4 separate regions of the Mus musculus genome follow, and all the other regions are linked to region 1. The links are chromatin contacts, called in public HiCAR-type maps. All regions are on one chromosome and are shown on one strand. The core of a region is the stretch at or near the end of the contact, and the rest is flanking DNA. Distances in the headings are between cores, read along the strand shown.

Evidence for each region. HiCAR-type assays count read pairs that join an accessible place to other places.
Region 2: a contact with region 1 is called in a HiCAR-type map of embryonic stem cells, with 4 times the contacts expected there. The contact joins two enhancer-like sites. A contact is called at or near these places in 2 of 484 Hi-C or Micro-C datasets (both in embryonic stem cells) and 1 of 115 datasets of contacts at active chromatin or transcription factors (embryonic stem cells).
Region 3: a HiCAR-type map of embryonic stem cells shows a contact between it and region 1, with 7 times the contacts expected there. The contact joins two enhancer-like sites. A contact is called at or near these places in 1 of 484 Hi-C or Micro-C datasets (cortical neurons) and 1 of 115 datasets of contacts at active chromatin or transcription factors (embryonic stem cells).
Region 4: a contact with region 1 is called in a HiCAR-type map of embryonic stem cells, with 3 times the contacts expected there. The contact joins two enhancer-like sites. A contact is called at or near these places in 7 of 484 Hi-C or Micro-C datasets (the N1E-115 cell line, cranial neural crest, embryonic stem cells and 2 more) and 2 of 115 datasets of contacts at active chromatin or transcription factors (acute myeloid leukemia and embryonic stem cells).

The regions. Positions count from the first base shown.
Region 1 is chr4:13,091,435-13,098,522 of GRCm38.p6, forward strand. It overlaps Gm11820 (a long non-coding RNA gene), which reads left to right. Exons shown (of 9, transcript XR_390410.3): 1 at 1-5; 2 at 2,974-3,254; 3 at 3,871-3,962; 4 at 4,957-5,173; 5 at 5,316-5,416. Among named protein-coding and RNA genes, the nearest start is that of Gm11820, 3.6 kb to the left of the region's middle. Within about 2 kb of position 4,482, at least 6 of the 459 cell types and tissues checked have an H3K27ac peak or open chromatin away from gene starts, as enhancers often do. A contact at or near this core is called in embryonic stem cells, where this site is marked.
Region 2 is chr4:12,660,511-12,667,598 of GRCm38.p6, forward strand. No RefSeq gene overlaps it. Among named protein-coding and RNA genes, the nearest start is that of Triqk, 240 kb to the right of the region's middle. Within about 2 kb of position 3,066, at least 4 of the 459 cell types and tissues checked have an H3K27ac peak or open chromatin away from gene starts, as enhancers often do. A contact at or near this core is called in embryonic stem cells, where this site is marked.
Region 3 is chr4:13,417,760-13,424,847 of GRCm38.p6, forward strand. No RefSeq gene overlaps it. Among named protein-coding and RNA genes, the nearest start is that of Gm46881, 98 kb to the right of the region's middle. Within about 2 kb of position 3,887, at least 36 of the 459 cell types and tissues checked have an H3K27ac peak or open chromatin away from gene starts, as enhancers often do. A contact at or near this core is called in embryonic stem cells, where this site is marked.
Region 4 is chr4:12,766,137-12,773,224 of GRCm38.p6, forward strand. No RefSeq gene overlaps it. Among named protein-coding and RNA genes, the nearest start is that of Triqk, 140 kb to the right of the region's middle. Within about 2 kb of position 4,510, at least 13 of the 459 cell types and tissues checked have an H3K27ac peak or open chromatin away from gene starts, as enhancers often do. A contact at or near this core is called in embryonic stem cells, where this site is marked.

The sequences.
Region 1 (7,088 bases), core at 3,232-5,731:
CACTGGTGAGACATGTTTACATTCAAAATAATCAAACTTGTGATAAGACAGGAGGGGGCGCTTGCCACTCATCTCCTGGGGGGGGGGGGGACGGACAAAAGGAATTGTACTGAAGACTGATACTTGTTTTTAATATACTTTTATCTTAAAGTGAAGACTTTTGACTTTTTAAATAAATGAAGAGCATGTAAACATTGTTATTTTCTTTACAATAGGAGTTTGGAACTTTTTTCAAAAGCTAGTTGTGTATCTACAAAATGATATAAAAGTGATCTTTCAAAACCTCACTTTTCTAATTTAGCCGCGTAAGTCTCTAAATAAGAGAATTAATATTCAAGGGTCATATTTTTATTACAGCCTATCTGCGCTCCTGAAAACAAAACTGGAATTGTAACCATAGGGCTTACTTTGCCTCCCTTTAGCTCACAATGAGAGTTTTCTGAAGACTTGTGCACAGCCTTGGGGTATTGTTACCAGGGCTCTCACATGCCATTAGAATTTCCGTTCAATTTATCAACACATCACAACTTAGCAGGCCTACCTTGTAAAAAATGATTTGTAGATTATTTGTTTAAATTATGGTCACCGGGCTGATTGGTTGACTGTTCTAATGTCAATGTACCCAAATAAATTACATACCAAGGTGTTCATTAGTAAATTGGGGGCATGAGGTTGGAAGAAGCAAGCAGAGGACATGGAGCTTTGCTGAGAGTCCTGAGTCACTCAGGGACCAACGTCTGTTACCTCTCCTGCAGTCTTAGAGAGTCATTTCCCCTACTGAATGACGGTAACACAGAGACTTTTCACTGAATAGCAGCAACATTTCAATTTTCAATAAATAACATTTTTGCTTCATGTTACAGTGTGTATATGTGTGTGTGTGTGTGTGTGCAGTACTGTACATGCATATATGTGCACTAAATTCTGAAGCTTTCTGCATTCCATTTCCATGACTTCTAAATGCTGTATAAAATAAAATGATTAAAATGTCACCAGATCCACATGCATTCCATTTTTGCACTAAGTGTTTCTTTCTGCAGAATAGAAATGCTGTTTAATTCCAGGGCAATTGTGAATTTGGTAAAATGAGGATGTAATAACATTTTTACTTAAACTTATAGCATCTTCTGCTCATATTGCCTTTCACAATAGTTCCTTCATAATTAAAGTGTCAAAAAACACATTTGTAACAAGAATGATGAAATCCGTTCTGAATAATCCGTTAGCAAATAATAACCTGCACTTCCTGCTCCCAAACAGCATCATTTACTACCTTTCAATCATCTATTTCTCTCCCCTTGCTTTTTCTTGCTCCTCTTAGAAAATAACTTCCTGGGACAGCTGAAAATATTCTGTGGGCTTAATGGGAGTTTTTCTTTCACTGGGAAGGTATATGGTTAGGAAATGTTTCAATGAATATGTAAAATGCTCTCTCCACGTCTCCCACTGGCTGTCTCCCAGTACAGAGCATTTTCAATACAATAAACAAACACATCCTTAAGCTAATCAGAACTCTCCATTCCTCCCAAATATCAGGCATCCATTTTTCTATTGACTGAGGAAAATAGCAGTCATGTTGTGATACCGTCTCTCTACACTGAGACAAAGTCAGGTTGGCGTTTAGATGCTATAACATAGCATGCTTCTGATATATTAAAGGAATAAGCCACATGATTCCTGTGAGATTTTCTTCTCCTAAGATTTAGTTTTTTTTAGTGTTTTATGTTAATAGTCAAATTCATTTTGTGTCTAAATCTTTTAAAATTAACTTAGAAAACATAAGATAAACACATACACAAACATCCTTGATGGAGATTATAAGATGCAAGCCAGAATGGACAAGAATTGCATGCGTAAATAATTCAGCCTGTAGTGTGAGGCTCGGTGTTCTGGTTAGTTTAGAGTTTTCTATTCTACATGCTTAAAACTTAGCTTTTGGAGACTTACTGGATCAGGCCCTCTGTCAGGATGATAAACACATTTGTATGGCACACACCCAGTGGCTTTCCACCACTCTTGTGGGCACCAAGTTTAGCACAACAATCGGAAGAAGATAAGAGAAGGGCTATAAATTGTTTTTGAATCCAGCTTAAGATTTTTTGCTCCAAGACAGGTCAAGCATACTTGTAAGAGGGGAAAAATGTCTTTTTCAAATAATTTACTCTGTTTCAAATGCCTTGCCCCAACTGCTGCAGCTGCAGGACCATGCTGCTTTCATTAGGGATCACATCTGGGCTGTGTTAAAACAGGGGCCTTTCCCAGGCCTGCAGTGCTTGTCAGGTTCAAAGTTTTTCTCATAGCTCCTGCCGCTTGTCCAAAACTCAGGAGCGAAGACAGAGAGCAGACCTGGTCACGAGCTGGTACGGGGTTTAAGTACATTCCTGCTCCGTTGTTCACAGTCTGGCTCTAATTCTGAGGCACATCTCCCCTGTGTTTACTTTATTAACTTACACATGACTAACTCCTTTGTTTAATATGGAAATAAAGAAAACTGAGGTTTCTGGAGGATGCTACTTATAGAAAGAGACATTTATTTTCTGCGTTTGCTTTTTAGTCTCCTACATAGCCACTCTTCAAGCAGTATCTCTGTACTTGCGTTGCCTGTATGTTTTAAAAGGTAGATAATACACACCGCTCACAGTGGACCTTGTTTCTGTGTCAAGTTTAGGGTTGGAGATGTGACACAGGTCTTAATTCATATATTGATAATAATTAATTAAATGAAGAAGTTCAAAAAAGTGTGTTATTCATAGATGGGTAATATAAAAGTAGCCTAAATTTTGGAAAAATGATTACAACAGCCTATTTCAAAGTTTAATACAATGTCAGAAAATATTAGGGTGCTATGGTATAAAATAAAGAATTGAGATGTTTTAATAAAACTTAAACAGAATCTTAATGTATGTTAGGATGAAATAAGCCACTAACCAAACAAGAAGAAAGCATTAAAGATTAATTCAGAATATTTTTCAGATGGCTGCTGGTGCTGCGGATTGTTAGCATCTACAATCTTCATTGATCTCTACAGAATCTGTACATGACTTAAAATCTTACTATGTTCCAAAGCTTGGAGCAAAAGGAAATACAAACACTGAAAGTATGAAACTATAAATATCATAAAGAAAACAGCTAAAGAAGGAATTGTATTTCATCTTGATGTGAACTGAAATGGACGTGGATATACCCTGGAGTCGGTTATTAATTCAGACAGAGGAGGCCACCATCAACTGATCTTTACAACTGATCTTTGAAGGGTAAATAGAAATTCAGCAGACCAAAATGTTCATTGATTTTAGGCAATTTTTTTTTCCATTTTTTATTAGGTATTTAACTCATTTACATTTCCAATGCTATACCAAAAGTCCCCCATATCCACCCACCCCCACTCCCCTGCCCACCCACTCCCCCTTTTTGGCCCTGGTATTCCCCTGTACTGGGGCATATAAAGTTTGCAAGTCCAATGGGCCTCTCTTTCCAGTGATGGCCGACTAGGCCATCTTTTGATACATATGCAGCTAGAGACAAGAGCTCCGGGGTACTGGTTAGCTCATAATGTTGTTCCACCTATAGGGTTGCAGATCGATTTTAGGCAATTTTTAACATTCATTTTGGGGATATTGTTTCAAGTTGTAAAATAATCAGGCTGTTGCTTTAATTTAGTTTCCATTGTTTCTATTTATTGATTCTGACTACCATTACTTCAGCAGGATTTTTCCTGCTTGTTTGAAAGCAGTAGATAGGTTCCACACACAATCTGAAGAAAAGTAACTTAAAAATTAAGCAATAAAATCAAAACAGGCGGAGTCACCCCCCCCCCCACCCCCGGTCTGATGTGTCTGAATGCTACCCTCACTAATCGATTTCGGTTAGAACTTTCAGGATAGCAAGGTGAAAGTGTTACCTTGCACGCTCTGCATTAGAGAATGGTGAAATCACATGTTCTCAGCATATCCTCCAACTCGGTGAGTGACTGGCTTAAACTTGTTCATGTTCCTGGTTGGCTTTCAGGATGTCGTGTACTGCATATATATGCACTGGGCACTAATGTTCTGATACTGGTAAATACAATTTATTTGATAATAACCGTGGCATTAAATAGACTAACAAGGGACTATAGATTAACAGAACATAATAAAATCTATTCTGAAGGTTTAACCACCTCCATACTAATGTCTTGATGGACATGAGGCCACATAGCTGTGATTTAACTCTCTGAAAAATGGGTATAAGCTTCCTAAAGGAGGAGGCTGCGTCTCTCATTGCCTTCATTGTCAACCTCTTTGTACCTAGTAAAATCAATACCAGCCGCACTGAAGACTTGTTTACCGCCTATCATATTTCAGATTCAGAACTTCCCAGAGAACCGTCACACTCTTCTGACTGGCAAGAAAGATGGGAAACATCAGTCAGTGAGACTGCTCAGTGGTTAGAAGCCCTTGCTGTCATAGGTTGTCCTGAGCTCTGGCCCCAGCCCCACTGAGTAGAAGGAGAGAACCAACCCCCACAAATTGTACTCTGGTCTCTTTGACCTCCACTCATGTGCGCCCCATGTATATACACTTCTCACACACACACACACACACACACACACACACACACACACACACACATTTTAAGTCACAAAGATAGAAACCACATCCTCCAAGTTGTGTCAAGTCAGCTGAGTTTGTATGTATAAAAAGATCATTTAGTATACAATTATTATACTTAGAAAATACTAAACAAAATTCCAAATATAAAGTCAGTAAAATCAAACCTCTTTACTTCCAATATGCACAGATAAAGGAATGTGGGCTGGGCACTGGGTGTTTCCTTTCTCTGTAACTGTTGGTTGGTTACACTTTATTGGGCTGGGAAGGTAAATGGACCTGTTTTACTTAACAAAGCCAGCTAGTTGTTTTATGGAAATTGTCCTTCCGCTTCTAACTCATCTGAATGTCAATGTCAAACTAACAGCTGCACCACTGGGATGAGAAGGGAAAACTCCTGGTCAGAAGAAGCCCTCTTTCCATTAAGGCGTGCCCTTCATGCTTCGCATTAGCTGCTGTCAACTCAGCTTCTTTCTTCCCGAGAACGGCCAGCTGATGGATGCATGCGGACCGCATAGCGCTGCGCAGGAACTTGCTTCCTTTTCCAATCCCTTGCAAGACCTGTGTATGGAAAATGACTTTTGGTAATATTTCCAGGCACCTTTAATTTACACACGAATTGTCAGTTATTTCATTTTGAGCGTCATGGGAGTTTTGATGCTGTGTACGTGTCTGCATATATCTGAGGCAGCAGTTTAATCTTTCGGAGCTTTGATTTGTTCACAGACAGGAGCGTGAAGCTAACTTCGGTTTTACTTGGCTAAAGTGTTTCATTGACAAGAATGAACAAATGCCATATAGATCTAGACTTCAGCTACACTTTAAAGGTAGGAGTAGACATTAAATAAATCAGTTCATACCTTAGCACAGTTTTTTATGCATTTTCTTCAGATTTATTTCCTACTGTGAATATTTATTACTTAGAATGAAATATTTAAAAAGAGTCAAAAGTCACTCTCTTGAAATTAATTGCCTTTTACACTAATAGTAACAGTCCTGTGGTTCCCATAATCTTCAGAATCATAATCAAGTTCCAGACAGAGCTTCAGATAACACAATCTTAATAGAATTGAAAGCGAGAAAAAATACTAATTGTATTGACCAGTATATTCAGAATGCACCTGAAAATTCTGTTCTGTCCTCTTAAATAGCAAAGTTAATGTATAATTTCAAGATGCTATCAAGTTACCAAGAAAGTATTTTCCCTCTTGAAATTTGCTAGGATAAATTATCTTCATATTTGAATTATACTCAATTCAAAAAGAAAGCCAAATAAGGAAACTAATCCACGCAGTCGAGCAAGGCCCACGATGGCCCTGAGTCATCTTAGCACAGGGAGAGCATCATAAAGTCCATACTGCACTGTGATCTGTGAACATTAAATAAGAATCAGTGTAACAATACTTGTAGCATCTGAAACATATTACTGTGGGCGGGGATATTAGCTGGATACATAGCAAGTATCAAAAGCTCACCTTCCCTTGACCTGTGCTCTGTCCACACCCATGAGTGAGCATATCTTCCCTACTCATAGGTGTACATACATCTCTTTCTGTTTATATCTCTGTCTCTCTCTCTCTGTCTGTCTGTCTGTCTCTCTCTCTCTCTCTCTCACACACACACACACACACACACACACAAAGAGAGACAGAGATAGAGATGGACAGAGAGAGAGAGAGAGGGAGAACGCAAACCATTCAATTAGGTTAATTGCTTCTAGTTTTTAATAGAAAACATTTCCAACAACTAAGATATGTCCCACCTGTAACATGTTGCCTTATACTCTTGTTAGATAGACAAAGTGTCTCTTTGTCCCATTGTCTTATCCATTCCTTCTAGACAGTAGAATTGGAGAGACATTGCTTTTGTGCAATCTTTCTTCTCTGGCGCAGATTTCCCTGGAGTGACTTAGTTATTTCTTCCCTAGGAATAAAAATGTCTCCTCATCCAAGAGAGAAGACTGTATAAAGGTCCACACATTTCCCCATTTGTGGAACTTTAGCCAAGAACTATCTGTCTCACTTTTAACAAGCAGCACCCACTAGGCAGAACCACGAGGACAAAGCTCTAGATACATTGATAAAATATGGTCTCTTTACTCTACTTTATAAGCAATTTTCTTCATTAATAAGTCAGTTTCAGTAGTTTCAGATAATATAACTTACTTGAAATTAAGGAAAATGAAAATATTATTAAATCTTTGCAAAATCATGGTTTCCTGATAAGAATAAAATAGAAAAGCATAGCATAATTAAAAATTCCTCAGTCCATGTTGTTTAGTATTATAAATAATAAAAAAGATATTTAAGGAAATTAAATACTAAGCTATAAATAGTAGTTTAATTTATTAAAATTGATCCAATCTACATATAATGCAGGATACAATTTACAGACAAAATGGTTAACCCTCTGTCATTAAGAATAGCCAGTGCATTTTAAAACATTATTCTAAAGGCAGTGGCCTTTTTTCTTCTTCTTCTAATTGAGCTGCTTAAGATG
Region 2 (7,088 bases), core at 1,816-4,315, 430 kb before region 1:
GTTCTATGATTTTACGCATACTTTCAAAGTTCAGTCAGATTAGGTGTAATTTTTAAGACCTAGGATTTTAGAAATTTGGCTACGTTTTCCTGGTATACTAATATTCCTTCTCAATTAGAGGGCAATTTTCTATAATTGCCACTAGAAATCAGACAGCAGATGTTCCAAACCCTAGAAGAGCTCTTCTATTCATTAATATCAATGCTTCTTTGTTGTTTTTGCTTTGTTTTCCATTTGATTCTAATAATATTAGATTCATTCACTCTTGTATCTGGGTGCTTTTGTGGCTTATTAATGATATCAAGCAACAGGTAAGACAATGACTCAAAGAGTACCAAAAATTGTTATAGCAAAGGAAAATTAGCATTAAATAGTTTTAAAGGATAGGAATACATGATTGTGAGCAGCAGAGAGAATTCATAGTCCATGAAGTTGGAATATTACCACATAAGCTGTCCTGGATCTTCCTCATTGCACTGACTAATACCAGAGGAAAACACATGTCAAGTATGAAACCAACAGGAGTATCCAAGAACCTAGGAATAGATTTAGAAACAGTGGTGCATATGTAGAATGGAATTTTTTTCAGCTATAAAGATGAATGAAATTATATTGTATATCAAGAAATGGTTGTAATGGAAGATAATCATATTAATTAAATTAAGCCAATATCAAACAAATTTAGTAGATTTTCTATCGTATTATCAGATTTTTATGTAGATATTCAAAAGTATGAGTGTTTGTAAGTCACAAAAATATAAATGGAAATATCTAGAGAAACAGGAGATCAATAATAAGAAGGAAGGGTGAGAAAAGGGGGAGGTTCTATGGTATAGGGGATATGCTCAACATATACGTGTCTCAGTCCCTGTTCTATTGCTATGAAGAGATACCATGACCAAGGCATCCTGTAAAGAAGGTATGTTAAACTTATAATTTCAGAAGCTGACTCCATGACCATCATAGCCAGGAAGCATAGCAGGAACTGGGCAAGCCTGGTGCTTGAGAAGGAGTTGAAAGCTTACATTTGATACACAACTAGTAGGCAGGGTGATCAGGAAGGTGAGGTGGATGGGTCAGGGGACTGGGACTAGTGTGTGGGCTTTTTAAACCTCAAAGCTGACTCTCAAGACATACTTCCTTCAAGAAGGTCACACCTCATAATCATTACTAAATAATCCACCAAATCTGAACCAAACTTTCAAATATATAAACTATGAAGTCCATTTTCATTTAAACCTCCATAATATGCTTGTATGAAAATATCCTATGTAACATAGCACCATATACAATGAATATGTACAATGAAACAAAATTTTAACTAAAGCAATTAAATTATAAAATAATGCTCCAGAATTCCATTAAGTATACATGAAATGCTCAATAACCACATATGTCTAGTTACAACCATATTGAACGGTTCAGGTGATGGGTTGTTTCCAATTATCACAGGAAGTTCTACTATGCAGCATGATAGTAGAACTACTCTACTTTGTGAGTGTAGTGGAAAATGGTCAGCTTCCAGGTGGGATGTGCAGATCTCCATCATTCAAGAGTATTTACACCTCCTGGACTGAAGTAGCTTGACCACTTTTTACACTTGGAAAACCAATTGAATTTTACCCCAACTCAGTGGTGTTGCCAATTCTAAAGGAAGCCATGGAATTTGGCTAAGATAACTTCAACTAAGTTGGGTTACCTTCCACTTAGTGATGGCAAAAGCAAAATCTAAGTCATTAGCCCTTCCTATTGGAGGAGTAGACAAGGCTTGAACACAGGCACACTAACAGATGTCCCCTAAAGTTGACCTTGACCTATGAGGAGCCTCAGAATTGTCAACTTGGCATTCACACATCAAATAAAAAGATGTAGTGGTTAATAAACAGATTCACAGCTCATGTGACCAAGATCATCCATCACCTTAATTTTGAAGAACTTTTTGGCATATTTACCTGACATGCATAAATTTGCACATCTGGGATTGAAAAAAGGATTTTAATACCTATTGGTATTAAATTGGTATTGGCTTAGATATTTTATGGTTTTAATGATAAATACAAATAAATATATTTTGCTAGCTTGGTCAGAGAGTGTATTTTCCTCTTAAACTAATGACTTGTGGTGTTTCATTAGCATAAAAATGCAATTCACACATCAACCCACAATTCTAGTAAGAATAGCACCAATATAATATAACAACAACTATTTTATTTTTCAAGCCAGGATGCAAAGGATACAAAGCAAGTAGTGCATTTGTTTTGTTATCTCTCAAAAGCTCACCTGGCATATGCCAATCAGGTAATTGCTTGTGCAAACGGATCATTAAGTGCACAATTACCTCATTTGAAACCCAAATTCAGGGCTGAGTGGAAGCAATCTCTGCATGTGCAATTTTGTGAGTGTACTAATCATTACACTCAATGTAGAAAAATTAGCCCTTGAAGTCTCTTCCCACCTATGGCTTTCTGTTGCCTTCACTGATGTTATCCATTAAAACCAAGCAAACATGATGTGTTTTCTGGACATAAACAATTAGTTACTTTCTGTCATGGAGATTGAGTAAACATATGCATAAAACCAAGTGTGTATGCAAACTTCACCTCATTTAATCCAGGCAGGGTAGTTCTCCCTTTACCTCAGGCTTCAGCTGACATTCAATTTCATAACTGTTTGCATGGAAATGATGGAGACCTTATTCTATTTTATCTTTATTTTTTTCTTTCCAAATACATTTGGCAAATTCTTCCAAGCTGTCTCCTTTATGGCAGAATATTGTCCCTGGCCCATTTATATGCTAATCACTGAAGTGTTACCTTTTACTGACAAGTATTTACATGTTAATTAACTTTGGAAGGGTGGTTAGAAATACTAGTTTGCCCTGTTTAACGTGATAAAGAGGACGCTTTTTCTTTTCATGAGGAGAACAAAGACAGTATCATAAAAGGAAATTATTTAATTACCTCCTCCTAAGAATGAGAAATGTGTTTTCCAACCCTTTTCTCTGTAGAGAAATTCTCTAGATGTGACCTGAGGCACTAAAGGAGAGGAGAGTAAACAGCCTTCCTTTGGATCTGAGCTCCAGGTGAACACATCTGGTGCAAGAATCCAGGCCAGTGATAGTTAAAGGGCGGGAGCTGGTTTTGGGGAAGAAAAACAAGCTTGGGAATTTGGTGTGTTAGTTGAAAATACCTGAGAATGAACTGACTCTATGAAATCTATATGAATGAGTTATAAATAGTCTGTTGTTCTCTTATTTTATTATGCTGATGGTGACCTCAAATGCACCAAAAGGGAAGGAATCCAAGAGATGTGACAATGTGATGAAAATGTTGAAGCCAAACAAACAAAATAATTAAAGTTAGAGTCAGTGTTGGTAAAAGAATACAAAAGTACTTTAAATTTAATGAGCAAAAGGATCTTTAACATCCTCAGTGCCTATCAAACAGGATGATAAAATGTCCCCTTTCCTACCAACTGTAAAGACACTTATAGAAGCACATGATTTAGTGATGGCCAGTTCTAATGTCACAGTATCCATAGTAGCCACTGAGGATGCATATCAGAGCTCTGTTGAAGCCCATTAAAGGAAAGCTTTTTTTTTTTTTTGTATCTATCCAAAAGAATAGAATCTACTTCTGACCTGGAAAGAAACACAGCATTTTGCTTTGCTTCTGAGATTAGAATATTATATAATGCTGTCTCATCTCTGAAGAGTTAATCCACCTGGGCCTCTCAATCATCTGGACAAGAGAATACCCCTCAGGAAGGCAGACTCAACCTGATTCCATGCAAAAGAAATGGAAAGATTAATTATCCCTTTGATGAAATCAAGAATTATCTGCACTATATGATACTAAACATAAAATGGCACCAAAAATTCTGCCAGAAAATTTCTAAAAACAATAAAGAATTTCAGCACATTGACAGGATACAATATTAACCTACCGAATCAGTAGCCTTTCTCTACACCACCAACAAATACAATGAGAAAGAGATTATTGATATGCTCCCATTTACAATATCTTCAAACACAATAAATATTTTGGAATAAATATAAGCAAGGAGGTAAAAGACTTTTACAATAAGCAGTTCAAATCACTGAAGAAAGAATTCGAGAAAGACATTAGAACATGGAAAGCCATCCCGTGTTCATGGCTTAATAGAAATAATATTGTGCAAATGATAATCTTACAAAAAATTATACATTTAATGTAGTTCCAGTCAAAATACTATCAACGTGCTTAAGAGAAATAGAATAAATAATACTAAAACAATATTGAGCAAAAGGAACAATACTGGAGGAATTACCTTCCATATTCCAAGATTTATTATTGACCTTTAGTAACATATATTTATTAAAATATTTATATATTATACTCTTACATAATATATATTTGCAATATATTTAATATATAATGTACTTATATGACATAAAAATAATAAAATAGAAGGCCCAAACACAAGTAAGTGTAACTACATCCACAATCTTCAAAACTAGTGTTGAGGAAGCTGCATGTCCATTTAGAAAAAATAAAATTAAGCTCATATATATCACCCTGCACACCAGTTAACAACAGGTGGATCACAGTCCTCCATTTGAAACCCGAAATGCTAAAGCTTATAGGATAAAACACATGCAGTATCCTACAAGATCTAGGTGTAGGAAAGGACTTTCTGAACAAGTTTCCATTAGCCAAAGAATTATGGCCAAAAATTGACAACTGGAACATCATAAAATAGTTTAGTATAACTAAGGAAACAGTCCATTTAGTGAGGAGGAAACTCACTGAGTAGAAGAGAATCTTTGCCAGCTATCCTGCTGACAAAACATTAATATCCAGAAAACAGAAAGATTCAAGAAAACAAATGACCCAATTAAAAATGGTGTAGGAATCTGAACAGAGTCCTCAATAGAAATAAAAACAGCTGAAATATGTCTCAAAAAATGTTCATCATCCTTAGCAATCATAGTAGTAAATTAAAACAACCTTGATATTTTTCTCTCACCTCATTTAGAGTAGTGAAGATCAATGAAACAACAGACACCAAATGCTGGCAAGGGTCTGGGGAAAGGGGAAATCCACATTCACTGTTTGTAGGAATGCATACAGACGAAGCCAGTCTGGAAATCAGTATAGAGGGTACTCAAAAGCTAAAACTAACCTAGCATATGATCCTGTTTTACTTTGCGAATGTTCAAAGTATTCCACATCTGACTCCATAGGAAGTTGCTTAGATATGTTCATTGTTGCCCTATTCACAATAGCTAAGAAATGGAAACAATCTAATTGTTCTTCAGCTGATGAATGGATAATGTTAATCTGGTACATATACATGGAGAGCTATGAACAAAGTGCAGTCACAAAATGTGCAGGAAAATAGACTGGATGGATCTAGAAAATATTATATTGGGTGAGGTAACCTCAACCTAGCAAAACAAATACCACATGTTCTCTCCCATCTTAGCTTCCTAAACCTTTAGATGTGAATTAAAACATGAGATAATTGTGGGTCTCCCCACTCTAGAGGATTGTCTGCCATTCCTTAAGGGCAGTGAAGAGAGCACTGAAGTGGGAGTACAGAAGGTAAGCACAAGGAGGAGGGGTGCAGGGGTGGGACAGGGGTTAGTTCAAAATCCATGTGAGTACATACTGTGAGTGACCACATTGGGACTACTTGTCAGTGGACAGATCAACTTTATTTAGGATGATTGAAGGCTTATAACGTTTTGGGGGACTGAAGGCAGGGACATCCAGGATGAGCAAGGTCATCACCTAAGGCTAGGGCCTTAGGGTAGCTGGTATACCTCATTAGCATGGGGAAGCATTTCTGGAATCCACGCTATAATACTTCACGCTACAGATGGCGTCCAACATGAGGCTGTTGCATGAAGTATAAAATGGTACTATCCTACACCAACACTGGCTACTCTCTGGTCCCTGCGGTCTAGCAGCCTCCATGGCTAGCCCCATGCAGCAATGACTGCCCATCTCTCTATTCTCTTGTTGTGGATTCTGCTCACATTCCCAGCCATCAGCCTCCAGTAGTTAGCTGTCACTAATCCCTGTAACTTGGTAAAATCAAAACTCTAGAGACTTGTAATTTATCAGTGAGATTTATATTAGTAAGTTCTCAACCCACAAAATGCCTGAACAATGAACTCAAAATTCAATTGATACACCTAGATGAGGCAAATGTACCCTACTTATTATTTAATCATCTAAGAAATCCCCAATATTTATGGCTCCCAGGACTGTGTGGTTCTGGGTCCTCTTCCTCTCTTATAGGGTCCATCTTATCTCTTCCTCTCCTTCACTTCTTCTCCCTCTCTGTACTCTCTGTACTCATCTTTAACATTCTCAGCCCACCTTCCTTTTCTACTGCCCAGTCACAGGCTCTTACTTTATCTTGTGCCTGCCCTCGCCTGCACATAGACAGCAATCTACAAGAACACTGGCTACTTTTCCAGTGTGGTTGTAGGTTTGGTTCTAGGACTCACATGGTGGTTCACCACCATCTGTAATTCTACTCCCAGAGCTCTGACATCCTCTTCTGGTCTCTGCAGCACAAGGCACATGCATGGTACACATACATATATGCAAGCACTTACTCATACTCATAAAATAAAATTAGTATATACTTAAAATACAGTATTATGAAAACAGATGCTATTAATAAGTTTTTTCTGAAAAATGTGTTAAAAAGAATTGTCCAGCCTAGAACCTGTCCTAACCCTCACGTAGCTTTCTAGAATTTCTTTCATGTCTTATAGCCTTTTCTAATTGAGGAAAAGAATTCCCCTGTTCTTTCTGTTTTCCTTTAAGATACTGGCTAACTTCTGGACTCACCTTTCAGCACTGTAGGCTTTCTCACCTTTCTTCATAACCATCCTCTCTCTTTTGCCATACTGAACTTTCTTGCTTTCCTAAACACATGATTTTTCTCTTCCCCTTTTCTATCTCTTTCTTCCTAGCAACTGCTGAGATTATCTGTCCTGTTACTTTTTATTTCACCTCTACTAAAATGGTCCTCAAGCCTCCTTCTGAGTCTGTTACTAAATTCTTTTATTAACAATACTAAGAACCAAA
Region 3 (7,088 bases), core at 2,637-5,136, 330 kb after region 1:
GGACTATCAGAGTGTATCAGGATAGTTTCCAATTGGCCTACTTTCTCTGTCTACAGAGTGAGCACAGGGAATATGTCGGTCTTTGAAATTTAACTCAGCTATCACCAGGTGAAGGTGCTAAATGTATTATTCTGTCAGAGCAAGATCCCAAATTTTAGCTATTACCAGCACATCAATAAACTCAGGAAACCCATCTTCCAATTTTCTACACTTCTCTTCTTTCTTCCCTTATGAGAATTGCTGTATTTTCTAAATAATAAACATATTCATTTGACAAAGGAAAAAAAATGTAGATTGGAAATACAGTACAACAAAATCTTGGTTTGACCCCACCACACACTAAAAAGCACTGAGGGAATTACTGTACAATGAAAGGGAGACAAATCACTCCAAATTTCCACTTACTGTATTTTCATTTATGCAAAATTATTACTTTTTCCGTAATCCTCAAGCATTCTTTTACCAATCTTTTATTAATGTACAGTTGGCTTTCTCTGTATTAAAGGCTATACTGATATTTTGTGCACTCATTAATGTTTATCTGGTTAGTTGTCAGCAGGAAAACTAGTAGAAATAGAAATAAATGGTCAAAAATGATGCTTTGAATTTTGATACATACTACCAAATGCCCTCAGGAGATGTAGCCAATAGCTTGTTCATTGTCATATGACGGTAAGTGTTTGCTTATAAAAAGGTACCAGCTTTTATCATTGCCAATTTGATTAGTAAAACTTATAACTTAGTTTTTTATATGTTGTTCATTGCATTGATGTTATTAATGTAGAGGCATATTAAAATACTTAGGCTACTGAAATGTACATATTTTTCATATCTAAGGTCCTTTTTATTAGATATTTTCTTTATTTACATTTCAAATGTTATCCCCTTTCCTGGTTTCCCCTCTGAAACCCCCCCTATCCCATCCCTCCTCCCCCTGCTCACTAACCCACCCACTCCTGCTTCCTGGCCCTGGCATTCCCCTAGACTGGGATATAGAACCTTCATAGGACCAAGGGCCTCTCCTCGCATTGATGACCAACAAGGCCATCCTCCATGTTGTTATTCAAAGCCAGGGAAGGCATAGAAAAGCTTCATACTTTTACAATTCAGAATCTTCATATATAACATTGGCATCTCTCACTATATAAAATCCCATAGGTGAGTGTTGTTATAGCAAAGATTGAGAATCACCGAAGTTGAGGGAAATGTAAAGAACTCGGAACACATAAAATTTGAGGATGGCTGCTATGAACATATTGGGTCATGTGTCTTTATTACCAGTTGGAACATCTTCTGGTTATATGCCCAGGAGAGGTATTGCTGGATCTAGTGGTAGTACTATGTCCAGTTTTCTGAGGAACCACCAGACTGATTTCCAGAGTGGCTGTACCAGCTTGCAATCCCACCAGCAATAGAGGAGTGTTCCTCTTTCTCCACATCCTTACCAGCATCTGCTGTCACCTGAATTTTTGATCTTAGCCATTCTGACTGGTGTAAGGTGGAATCTCAGGGTTGTTTTGATTTGCATTTCCTTGATTAAGGACATTGAACATTTTTTCAAGTGCTTCTCAGCCCTTTTGTATTCCTCAGTTGAGAATTCTTTGTTTAGCTCTTGTCTTAGTTAGGGTTTTACTGCTGTGAACAGACACCATGACCAAGGCAAGTCTTATAAAAAATAACATTTAATTGGGACTGGCTTACAGATTCAGAGGTTCTGTCCATTATCAACAAGGTGGGAGCATTGCAGTATCCAGGCAGGCATGGCGCAGGAGGAGCTGAGAGTTCTATGTCTTCATCCAAAGGCTGCTAGTGGAAGACTGACTTCCAGGCAACTAGGGTGAGGATCTTATACCCACACCCACAGTGACACACCCATTCCAACCAGGTCACACCTATTCCAACACGGCCACACTTTCAGATGGTGCCACTCCCTGGTCCGAGGATATACAAACCATCACAGCTCTGTACCCCATTTTTTAATGGGGTTATTTGAATTTCTGGAGTTCAGCTTCTTGAGCTCTTTGTATATATTGGATTAGTCCCCTATTAGATTTAGGATTGGTAAAAATTCTTTCCCAATCTTTTGATGGCCTTTTTGTCTTATTCACAGTATCTTTTGCCCTAGATGTCTCTCAACAGAGGAATGGATACAGAAAGTGTGGTACATTTACACAATGGAGTACTACTCAGCTGTTAAAAACAATAAATTTATGAAATTCTTGGGCAAATGGATGTATCTGGAGGATATCATCCTGAGTGAGGTAACCCATTCACAGAAGAAGTCACTTCATATGCACTCACTGATAAGTGGATATTAGCCCAGAAACCTAGAATATCCAAGATACAACTTCCAAAACACAAGAAAATCAAGAAGGAAGACCAACATGTGGATACTTCATTCCTCCCTAGAATACGGAATAAAATATCCATGGAAGGAGTTGCAGAGACAAAGTTTGGAGCTAAGACAAAAGGATGGACCATCCAGAGACTGCCCCACCCAGGGGTCCATCCCATAATCAGCCACCAAACGCAGACCCTATTGCATATGCCAGCAAGATTTTGCTGAAGGGACCCTGACATAGCTGTCTCCTTGAGGCTTTGCAAGTGCCTGGCAAACACAGAAGTGGATGCTCAGAGGCATCTGTAGGATGGAACACAGGGCCCCCAATAAAAGAGCTAGAGAAAGTACCCAAGAGCTGAAGGGGTCTGCAACCCTATAGGTGGAACAACAATATGAACTAACCAGTACCCCCAGAGCTTGTATCTCTAGCTGCATATGTATCAGAAGATGGCCTAGTCAGCCATCACTGGAAAGAGAGGCCCATTGGTCTTGCAAACTTTATATGCCCCAGTACAGGGGAATGCCAGGGTCAAGAAGTGGGAGTGAGTGGGTAGGGGAGCAGGACAGAGGGAGAGTATAGGGGACTTTTGGGATAGCATTTGAAATGTAAATGAAGGAAATATCTAATAAAAAATGTGAGGAAAATAAAAAAGAATGAGGACATCATGAGTTTTGCATGCAAATAGATGGAACTAGAAAATATCCTGAATAACTCAGATCCCCCCCCCCAAAAAAAATTTGAGGATGGAGATGAACCATTGAAACCTTTCTACTATAAGCAAATACATTTGAAGGCCTTGAGTGGAAAACATCTGCACTCTAATGAATGCAGGAGATTTTGCATAGACACCAGCAAACTGGGAAGTACTGCTACATACTGAACCGCTAGACTAAGCAAAAGTACTACAGAGCTAAGTGTATCTGTCTTACAGATTTGGTGATCATTACAGAAGCACACAAATGCAGATAACATCATTTATCTTTATTACTACAACAATCATGGTAGCTCGATGTTCTTTAAGCTTTTTATTGAAGTGGAAATTAAAGCTCAAAGAATTTGAAGTTATCAGATTCATACAATTAGTTAATGGTAAAAAAAAAATTAGAGTCAACACTAGTTTAAGAACTGCTGGATCCTCAGAGTGAGGGAAAAGGAAAGATCCACTGGCTCCTGTGTTTCCCTCGAGGTGGGTGTACAGAGTGTGGAACTGTACTGGGAGGGACAGAATATAAGGAAGAAAAGCGTAGTTTGTAAGAATCCATGATTCGATGAGAATGATACCCCAGACTCAAATAGTATGCAAAAGCAAAGAGCATTTTATCCTGCAGCAGACGTATATGCAGCGGTCTACCATTTACCAAGATGAAGGTACCCACGTGAGCTTGCAGGCTCAACTTAAAGTAGACTAGGGGAATTCCATGAAGGGGTTGGTGACCTTCACCTTGATTGGAGTGTAAGTGTCTTTGGGATTGGCTAGGGCTCTTGGGACATTCTAGAGCCATTGCTGGGGCAGCCTGGAAACTTGCTGAGTCACTGCTCTTGCCTCAGGCCCGGTGGTGGGGCAGCCTCTTTCTGTATGGCTCCTGCTGGCTGTGGTTTTTCCAGTGACTGACTTTCCCAGCTCTAGGAAACTGAAACTTGGCCCTAGTCTCCTGAACTACCAGTTTGAGTCTGTCATGGAGTCAGCCTAGCTCAGTCCTCTCAGTTTTTAACTATGAGTCACCATATCTATGGTGTACTCTCTTAAGTATTGGAAACAAGTTAAAAATTAACTCTTTATAGAAATAGTTCAAAGGTCTCATAATAATTAGTTTGTTTTTAAATCAGTGTTTTAGCACAAGGTGAATTACCATGTAAGCATTGGAATATTTATTTCCTTAAGGTTTATTTTCCACTACTGGGACTGGTTGTCCCATGCAGGAGTGGTACCCTAGGTGGGCTTCACTAGGAAAAAAAAGGAGAAAAAGAGGAGGTAATAGGAGGGAGGAGTTTTTAAGCATGGGACTTGGAGAAGAGAGAGGGGGCTCAATCAGGATATAAAGTGAAATAAAAGATTTATTTTCCTCTTTTCCTATAAATCACTGAAAAATCTGTGGCTGAATCTCAAGACTGTTTCTTCTTAACACCCTGCCAGTATATGTATTCTGTGTTATGAGACTATGCTAGATACATACAATGTAGCTGACTTATCTTCATATGCAATTTAACATTTTCTTTTAAAAAGCTTTACCTTGAAAGCTAATTGCTTGACATTGGTATAGTCACGCAAATTTTCTTTAAGCCAATGTTTGTGTGTTATACGTTTTCTATTTTTTGACTGTTAATAATTTTAATCTTAGTGTTACAGAAGAACTATAAATAAAATACAGTTGGGTTCTGACTTACTTAATATGACAACTTCTCTCAACTAATTAAAACATTAAGATGATTTATAAATATTAATGCTTTTCCCTCCCTTGACTTTTATGTATTAATTTCATTCTATTTCAACTTTTTCTTAGTTTTAAAATCACATTTTTCACTATTCTAGACATTGCAGTTTGCACTGATATATCAAAGTACAGTGTTAATTGTGGGTTTTTTTCTGGGAGAATATAATAATCTTGCACATTTAAATTCCTCTAGTTTAATTTTTTGTCATACATTTAAATTATATGTGGTCCACAGCTCACAGGGATGTTGCATGAATGCTTTTGACTTTATAGCACTATTTTCTTAGATCTGCCCGTGTACCTCCTTATCTTTGCTCTGCATTTCCACTTGACTCTCCAAATTTCCACCTAGTATATTTCTTTCCTTCTCTCTGAAAAGAAAATTAAAGTATGTCTTATTGCATTTATAGAAATCATTTTCCATTTATTTTAACACTTGTCATCCTCTGTTTTCTAGTATCATGGATTCTATTATGATATGTTTCTGTTGTTCCTTGAATGAAAGTTTCCTTTTCTTTATTGTCATTAAATTTCTAAAGCTCTTTGACCTTTCTTTACCTTGGCAGTAGTGTCAATTTCTAAGGGCTCTTTCCAAGGTCCTTTCTTTATGGCCCTCCAGTCTTCAACAGCAGCAAAGAGTAAGGCAACTGGCTGGCACTCACTCACCTCCCACTACACAGACTTCTTCTTTGAAGTGCATTGTTCTATGCTAATTCTTCTCTCAGCTGAATATAACCTCTTGTTGAGTGTTCTAAATCCTTAACTTTAAATACTTTTGCTTCATTTTGATTTCTAGAATGCCTATGCTTTCTCCTATGTAATGGGCACTTAGTCTCTGCTAGATTTCTTATCTATTTTCTTATATTTGAACAAACTTATAGATTTGGGATTTTTTAAGTGGTTTCTGATATCATGTGCTGGAACCTCTTCTTAATAGTTTCTTATTGTCTGAAAGTTTTTTCCTTTATTGGTCTTTGCTGTTGGGATCTTGTCTCTTTACAGTCCTTTTTACTTTTCATTGTGAAAACTACATTCATAGAATTATAAAACGAATTTTACTTAAGGATTATATCATTTTCCTCTAGCTTGCATTTATATCTATAGACCACATAGGGTGCTACCAATGGCTTGAAATTTAGTTTTGGTGACGAAGAAAATAAAAACAATCAACTCTCTTCTCCTCCACCCTCACTAGTATCATTTTATGTTGTTGTTGTTATTTGTTTTTTTTATTTAAAGCCCCAACACTCAGAATATTCTGAATCTCAATCTCTATTCCCTGAACCTACATATGAAGAGAGTTCCTGCTCATTTTCTCATTCTCGCAAAGACTCAACTAACCACTCAGGTAAGAACAAAAGGCCCTAGTGAAAAGGCAGCTTCCAAATGTTAGGCCAAATCCTTACCTCCCAGTCACAGGTAACACGACCTTCAACTGGTTACCACCACAGACATTTGGTTTTAGAGGAAATACTTAAAAAGCAAAGATGACATAAACAGTAAATTGTAACTTTAATTTTTTAAATCTTATTTTTAATGATGGTTCTTAAACACTTTAACTTCCCTTGTAGCCCACAACCCACCAGAGGTAGTGGAAAAGAAAGGATACAAGGGTGTGTGTGGGGGTGGGGGAGCAACTCCCATGTGTGTTGTCTGGAAATTGTTAGTTCAGTTCACAGGTTAGCACCTCATCCACGTCACAGATACAGCAGCAGTCCAGGTCAAAAGAGTCGGGTTAGCAGCAGTGGTGGCATGACATAGCAGAACATCCTTTCTCTTGTGTCTGTTTCAGCAAAATGCTCCTCAGGACTCTGCCTTAACCTTTCACATTTGTCTACATCAAATAAACATTCCTTCACATACTTGCTCCAGCAAACACCATCCAACTGACTTTCCAAAGAACACTTACTTTCCACTTCAGTAAATACTCTAAAAGAAGAGTATATGGAGAGATAAGGCTGTGAGAAAAGAAAACCACTTCATCTAGTTGATCTGGGAAGGTCTCCTGAGCGACATGACATGCAAATTGAGGGTAGAAGGTCTCAATTTGAGAACAAGGAGGCCCCTTGAGGTCTAAGGAAGATGAGAAGATGGCAATGAGTTTGGAATGGGTGAGACACAAAGGGAAGACTGGAAGCTACACAGTGGAAGACCACAGGCACAATGGGGTGAAATGTCAGTAGAAAGCAGAAAGTCTGGAGGTGGTGATTGTATATTTTACAACACAGTACCTCAGATGATATAGTAGCCAGAGATTTCTTCTTTAAGCAGAGGATTTGGACTGTCATGTGGGAGTTGGACTCTGAGAACAGAG
Region 4 (7,088 bases), core at 3,260-5,759, 330 kb before region 1:
ATTGGTACTATCAGTTTCCCATCTCCAGGACTTCTCAATGGTGTGTGATTAAAGTCTGAATGTATTTACATCTAGACAATCTCACCCTCCAGCCCCCTATACCTGTCTAGCTTTAAACTTCACATTTCGTTCCCCTCCATGAAACAGTTTATTGTTAGCAACTGATTTCATTGGTGTTAGAGTGCACATTTGTTTCATGCCTGCACACATCTGAATTGAGATATGTTTTATAATCAGTGGTTCACCGTGCTCAAGGAATGGCGTATGTAAGATGAAAGGACACCCTGACACTGACTACATGGGTTGAACAAGATTCCATAGATCCACTTATCTAGAGCACCTCGCTTTCTTACTTAGAATTATGCCCATGGCTCTTCTACCTTTGCCTAGGGTGCTGTCATGTGATTATTATGGGCATGATGTGAACAAATATTTATTCACTCTAGATAGGTCACCCATCGCAAATAAAAGAGTCCATCCAAGTGTAGTGTAGGGTGCAGACAAAGCCCATGAGTAAATTCCTGAGTGAATATGTGCTGCTGACGTGCCTGACCATGTCAAGGAGCCTAGAGCTACAGACCCATGGTGGAATGGCACAGCTGTCCCTCTGAGGTCAGGCTAAGAAACAGAAACACAGCAAAGAATTCATCTGGTCCAAGTGTAGATTTTGACAGTGTTTGCAGAAAATCTCCACCATAGCTTTCTCTCATTGCACATTTACAGCCCCAAGAAGACTCTCCCACAGAGATTGCATCTACCAAGATTAGTTGAGCCTGTCTCCTTGATCCAGCTGTATACTATAAACCCTTCTTTCTGTTTATCTGTACGTAATAACCCCACCTCTTTGTTCAGCTGTAGGCAATAACCTGGCTCTCTTTCAAGTTTATATAATAAACACATTAATCTTCCAGTATGCTGTTCCTTCTCCAGAAGAGAACTTAGGCCACCACATCAGAGCATTCTGTCTGTGTTCTCTACTGTCTGTCTTTCCTTCATTCCCTGGAAACTGTGCATGAGTGAAGTAGTATAGCTTGGTGAATCAATGAGTTAATTGGGGTTAGTGATAAGCATATGGATACAGGTTTGGGAAGTCAGCTCAGATTCTCCAACTCTGTATAATATATAGCACTCATTGCTTTCCTAATATTTCTTTATCATGGTTTTAAAGAATGTTTATAGTTTTACAACTTTTTCTAACCCTCCCTTAAAATATGGTGACTACTTAATGGTTTACTTCTGAAGACCTGAAAGTCATAGAAATCTCTATGAATTATTTTCAAGAGTAAGTTATAAAAGGCATGGTCACCTCCCCCTCCACACACACACTTTGTCCTGAATTGCATGGCATGGAGAAGTTCACTCTTAGGAAGTTCTACTGGGAAAAGTAACTGGAGTCTACAGAGACCAACTAGATAAGGGGCCATCTGGAATGCAAATTCCTAATTTCTAGCCCGTGGTTCCATTTATTATGACCTTGGCCATCATCTTGCTAACAGTGTGGTCAGAGCCAAAATCAACTAAGCCCCTCATATTTCTGGCCCACAGGAATATGAACTGGGCAAAAACTGTGTTGTTTATAGCTACTGTGCTTTTGATGTTTTGTAACATAGCAGTAAATACATAGTATAAAAAACGGAGTACATTGTTCCCTTTCTCTTCTGTACTACTGTTTGTGGAAACTCCTGGAAGATAAATCTTCTCTACCTGGCTTATGTCATGTCTTCAATGCTCAGCGTAGTATTTGACATGTGTAGTACATTCAAAGTTGTGAAATAACGAACATGGAGAATTCATCTAGTACTTTGGTTTAGCCAACAGGCGACTTTCATTATAAGCAAATATTTGTAAAATGATATAAATGGAATCTTAGTTTTTAATGTTACAATGAAGGTAATAGACTTTAAACGATTACAGTTTGTTTTTCCTACAGTAGCAAGACAACCATTGAAACTAGTCTTTGGCCTGTTCCCAAATTCCCCATGCTTTCACAATACATTTAGCATAAAATAAAACTTTCTTCTTACACTTTAAGACCAGGGCTTCTTAAAACTTTTCTACTTATAACCTCTTTTGCATGAGAAATGTTTATATAACTCTGGGTATATAGTTGTATACAAATAGACTATTTACTGATAATAAATCATCAAGAAATTTACTTTTAAAACTTCTTTGGTTTACATGTCATTTTTCCAGTTCCTAAGACTAAAGCAAAGTTGCATGCAAATGATATATCTGTAATTGTTTACTTTTACGTACAGAATTAAATCTTGTCTAAATAGTTCAGGATACAGGGCATTTTCAGTATCTTCCAGATTTTTGACAATTAGTTTGACTTTATAATTGTTAATGCTCATCACCACTTCAAATGAATACATAGTAAAATATGTAACAGGTTTAGGCTTATTATCAAAATTGTTAGAAATTCTGTCTTGCTCACAGGCAAAAATTTATTTAATTTTTTTATCAAACAAAACTCTAGTAAACAAGTAAAATAGCAATTTTTAAAACCAAATATTCTAACACAGGAAAATCTAATTGGGTAGTTATTTGATAGCTTGATACTGGGGACTGTCAGGAAAGTACTAAAAGCCTTTGTTTTCCATAATTGCACATCATGTTATCATAAGAACAAAAATCTTTGTATGTATCATAAAAATTGCAATTCATGATGCACAATTCCAAATTTGTGCAGAAGTATTTCATTTAATGAGGTTTTCTTTGTATATTCTAGATACTAATCCTCTGTTAGATGCACACTGTGATTATTTATATATGCTTGGCTCAAGGAGTGGCACTATTAGAATGTGTGGCCCTGTTGGAGTAGATGTGTCACTGTGGGTGTGGGGTTTAAGACCCTCATCCTAGCTGTCTTGAAACCAGTGTTTTGCTAGCAGCCTTCAGATGAAGATGTAGAACTCTCATCTCCTCCTATGCCATGCCTGTGTAGATGCTGCCATGCTCCCACCTTGATGATAATGGACTGAATCTCTGATCCTGTAAGCCAGCCCCAATTAAATGCTGTCCTTGAAAGAGTTGCCTTGGTCTTGGTGTCTGTTCACAGGAGTAAAACTCTAAGATACAGTTGGTCAAGATCTTTCACCCACTGTGTTGACTTCCCCTTCACTGCATGAAGTTTCCTGTGCTGTAATCAGTGTTTTATTTCACAATGTCATATCTGTCAGCTGTTGACCTTATTTCCTGAACAGCTAGGTTTCAGTCAAGAAGGCTTTGAAGATGCATGTGTCTCAAGAGGCACTTCTTCAAAATGTCCTCAAGCATTTTCATAGTTCCAGGCTTCATATCAACCCATTTGGTGTTTATTTTTGTGTAGGCTAAATGGGAAGGATCTAGTTTTATTATGCATCATGTAGATTCTCAATTTTCCCATCACCAGTTCTTGAAGGGGCTTTTCCCAAAATATATTGTGGCATTGTTGTCAAAAATTAGGTGGCTATAATACATATATTTTACTTGGTCTTCTGTTTTATTTCAATGATCTCAACGGTCCAGCTGGTAACGACCCTCTTCAACCCATAAATATGTCTCTTATTTATATACCTGAAGCCTCAGAAGTCATGCCTGTGATAATCTTGTACCAAGAATGGGCACCTGATCTAAGCTCAGCTAATCAGTGTCTCCTGGCACAGATTTTCAAATTGGAACCAAAAAAATGTACTTCAGACCATTTGGACTTTTGGATAACAGATGTATTTACTTGGAGATTATGGGATATCGTCATAACTCTAAATGTTACTATAAAGGAAAGAGAGAGAGAGAGAGAGAGAGAGAGAGAGAGAAAGAAAGAAAGAAAGAAAGAAAGAAAGAAAGAAAGGAAGGAAGGAAGGAAGGAAGGAAGGAAGGAAGGAAGGAAGAAAGAAAGAAAGAAAGAGAAAGGAAGGAAGGACAGGCAATGGAGAGGCAGCAGAGTTGCAGAGAAAATCTGCCTCAATTCAGAATGGAATTTTCAGTTTCCCAGTCTAGTCTTATTATGCATTAATTATAACTGTCCCCCCCCCCAAAAAAAAGCTAAAATGAACTTCTTTTCAGCTATCTTAAATCATTCCTATTACACACACACACACACACACACACACACACAGGATGTGGGGCTACTTATACTATTAATGATAATTCTGGTTAAAGAAAAGAGGTTGCGTTGAAAAGTTGAACACATGGAGCTCATTTCACACACATGTGCTGCATCTGCTTTCTCAAACTGTGGAGATTAACATCAATGTGGTTACTTAAAGTTTGCCAAAAGAGGCACTATATGAAGTAAGGCGATAACTACAATCCTGGCAATGGTCTAATAATACATGCATAAAATTAGGAAGGTTTCAGAATTCCACACCTGGCCAGTGTGAAATGATCAGCAATGGCTCTTTAAAATGTGGGCCACCAGAGCTGGTTTGCTTGGCTCTAACATGCCGGACTGTTAGTCACATGACCTAGACAGTACTTTCATATGATAATATCAGGAGCCATTGCTCTTCTGTCTGCGCAGTGCTTGCCGTTCTTATTTAAATGAATTCCATCTGTTTAGAAAGAATTCTTCTTTCAGAAGCTCACAGTATCTGCTTTCCTAATCAGACAAAAGAAATTCTTCATTACAATAAAGTGTTCTCTCACACTAATTCATCCAGTCATCACTGGCAAGGCTTGCAAAGGTCTGTGCTGACTTGTGACTACTGTAATAACTTTTAAGCAGTTTAAAAAAACAAAACAAACAAAACAAAACAGCATTTAAATAATCAGTATGTCATTTAATTTCTATGTTACCAAAAGTATATAATTTCTTTCCACCTGCATAACTACCACCCATGTTCTAGTGTGACAGTAATTGAAAGCCATCAGTCTTGTTTTAAAAAAAATAGCATACCTTTCTTTAACTATAAATATTTGTTTTTTGGGCATTGTTGTCAAAAATATGAAGGCTGTAGTTCTGTGGACTTATATCTGAGTCCACTATCCTATTGATCAACGTGTTTGCTTTTGTGCAAGTGCCGTGGTCTCTCTAGCTGGTAATGATACTCTTCAGTCCTTAAATGTGTATATTATTTACACATCTGATAACTTCAGGAGTCATATTTGTACTTCTGTGCTGTACAGCTAATAAAATTCTTGTCAGTGATTTTAGAATCAGAACCAAAGAGACTATAGTTGCTACTGACACATAATTATATCTTTAAATATAGATAACCATACACATGTAGCAACAGAACAATAGTACTTGGAATCAACTTGTGGTTAAAGGATTTGTGGGTTACACTAAGAACAAAGTAGAAAATTGATGTTTATAATTTGTGGATCAATGTGTGGATCATGTGTTTTAGAAGCTTGTGTGTATGAGTCCGTTTTCGGTATCTTAAGGTACTAGAAAAACATGTGAGCATTCTTGAGAGTAGGAAATGAGTCTAAGATGAGAATAGCAGTAGACTGAAAGTCTAGGAAGAACTTTTACATTGTTTCCTCAATGATGCCTCTTGTTGCAACCACACATACAGGAAGCTTAGAAGGGCTGACAAGCTCCCCCAGCCTTCTTTTACAAGGGTGTGATATCCTTCACAAGAACTCCATCCCAATGACCTTGTCATACTGAAAGAACTCCTCTAACATCATTGCAGAAGTCCCTAAGTTCCAAACTATGAATTTGAAGATGACAGAAACATTGATACCATAGAACAGACCATTTTATAAGCAAGTGTTCTGCTAAGTCTGGAATTCCATTATTTAGAAATTATATTATAGTGATCATTTCTATTACTTGTAGGAGTAGGAATCATTTTCATGAAGTTCTTTTTTGATCAAAAATGGTTGTATAACTGAGTAAGTTTAGCCTCACTCTTACCTGAATAAAGAAATTAAATATGTATTACATCATGAGTTTATGTGAGTTCATATAAAGTATGAATTATATGATTCCATATAATGAGTAATGGTATGCTGTTAAATTTGCATTCTTTTCTTTGCTCCCATGAATAATACATTTAAGGCTTAACAAGCCACATTAATTACTATATGAAAATGCTAAGCTACTTAAAATTTCTCTTAAAGTAGATATAGCTATAGTCAGAGTTATATTTCTTTTTGAAAAATGATACCCTTCATTACATGGTTCACAGGTAAGTAGCCCAGCTCTTGCTAAGAAAAAAACAAAACAACATCAAAACTAAACCCATATAATGCATTTAGTCAGTTATTTTCAATAGTAGTTTGGATCTATCTATAACACTCTGTATGTAATAACTGTTTTGAAAGCCACTTCTTAGAAACTAGACAAAATGAAGAAATGAACAAATATATTTACATTTTACTAAGCATTTGCATGTAAACAGGGTAAAGAGCTGTTTATGCGAACGTTGGGTCTCATAGGAATAATGAGATTAATAAGCCTGGGATTGAGTCATCTGCACTGACAATCAATAAAGATTTCTATATATTTCTCTTCAAGTAATTGGCTTTCAATTCATTTTTGTTGGTTTTGCTCCCCCCCCCCCCCATGGCCATGAAGGATGTTAGAGAATTTCATCAGAAAGCATGACATCCTAGAACTTTTGGAAATCAGGGGTCTGGAGATGGGGCTTGTGTCAGGCAAGTTCTTTCTATCCCAGCATTAGACCGAGTCAAGACATCTACCACCCATTTCAAAAGCCCTCTGTGGTAAACTGTAACTTTCATCCTGGGGAAAGATACAGTTAGAACCCTGGGATTCCAGTTTAGCTCAGTCAGTGAGATCAATGTTCAGTGAGAGACTCTGTCATAAAAAATAAGGTGGGGAAGGGTGATTCAGGAGGACACTTGATGTTTGCCTCTCATCTCTACTTGTGTGGACACAAATAAAAACACAGACAGAGACAGACAGACAGACAGACAGACACACACACACAATTTTGTAAACTGAACAAAAACCTTATGGCCCTTCAGTGCCCTTTGGTTTCAATTGTACTAAGTCCTTGCTAAGTCAAGTATCCTGACTGGATAAATGAGATGTCCATTTTGTTGTGCAGGAGTATGGTGCCTCATTTGCTGAGCCTCCATCAGCACCATTGCTGTTTGTTGCCTCTCTTGGAAGTTCGTGGAGACGAGGC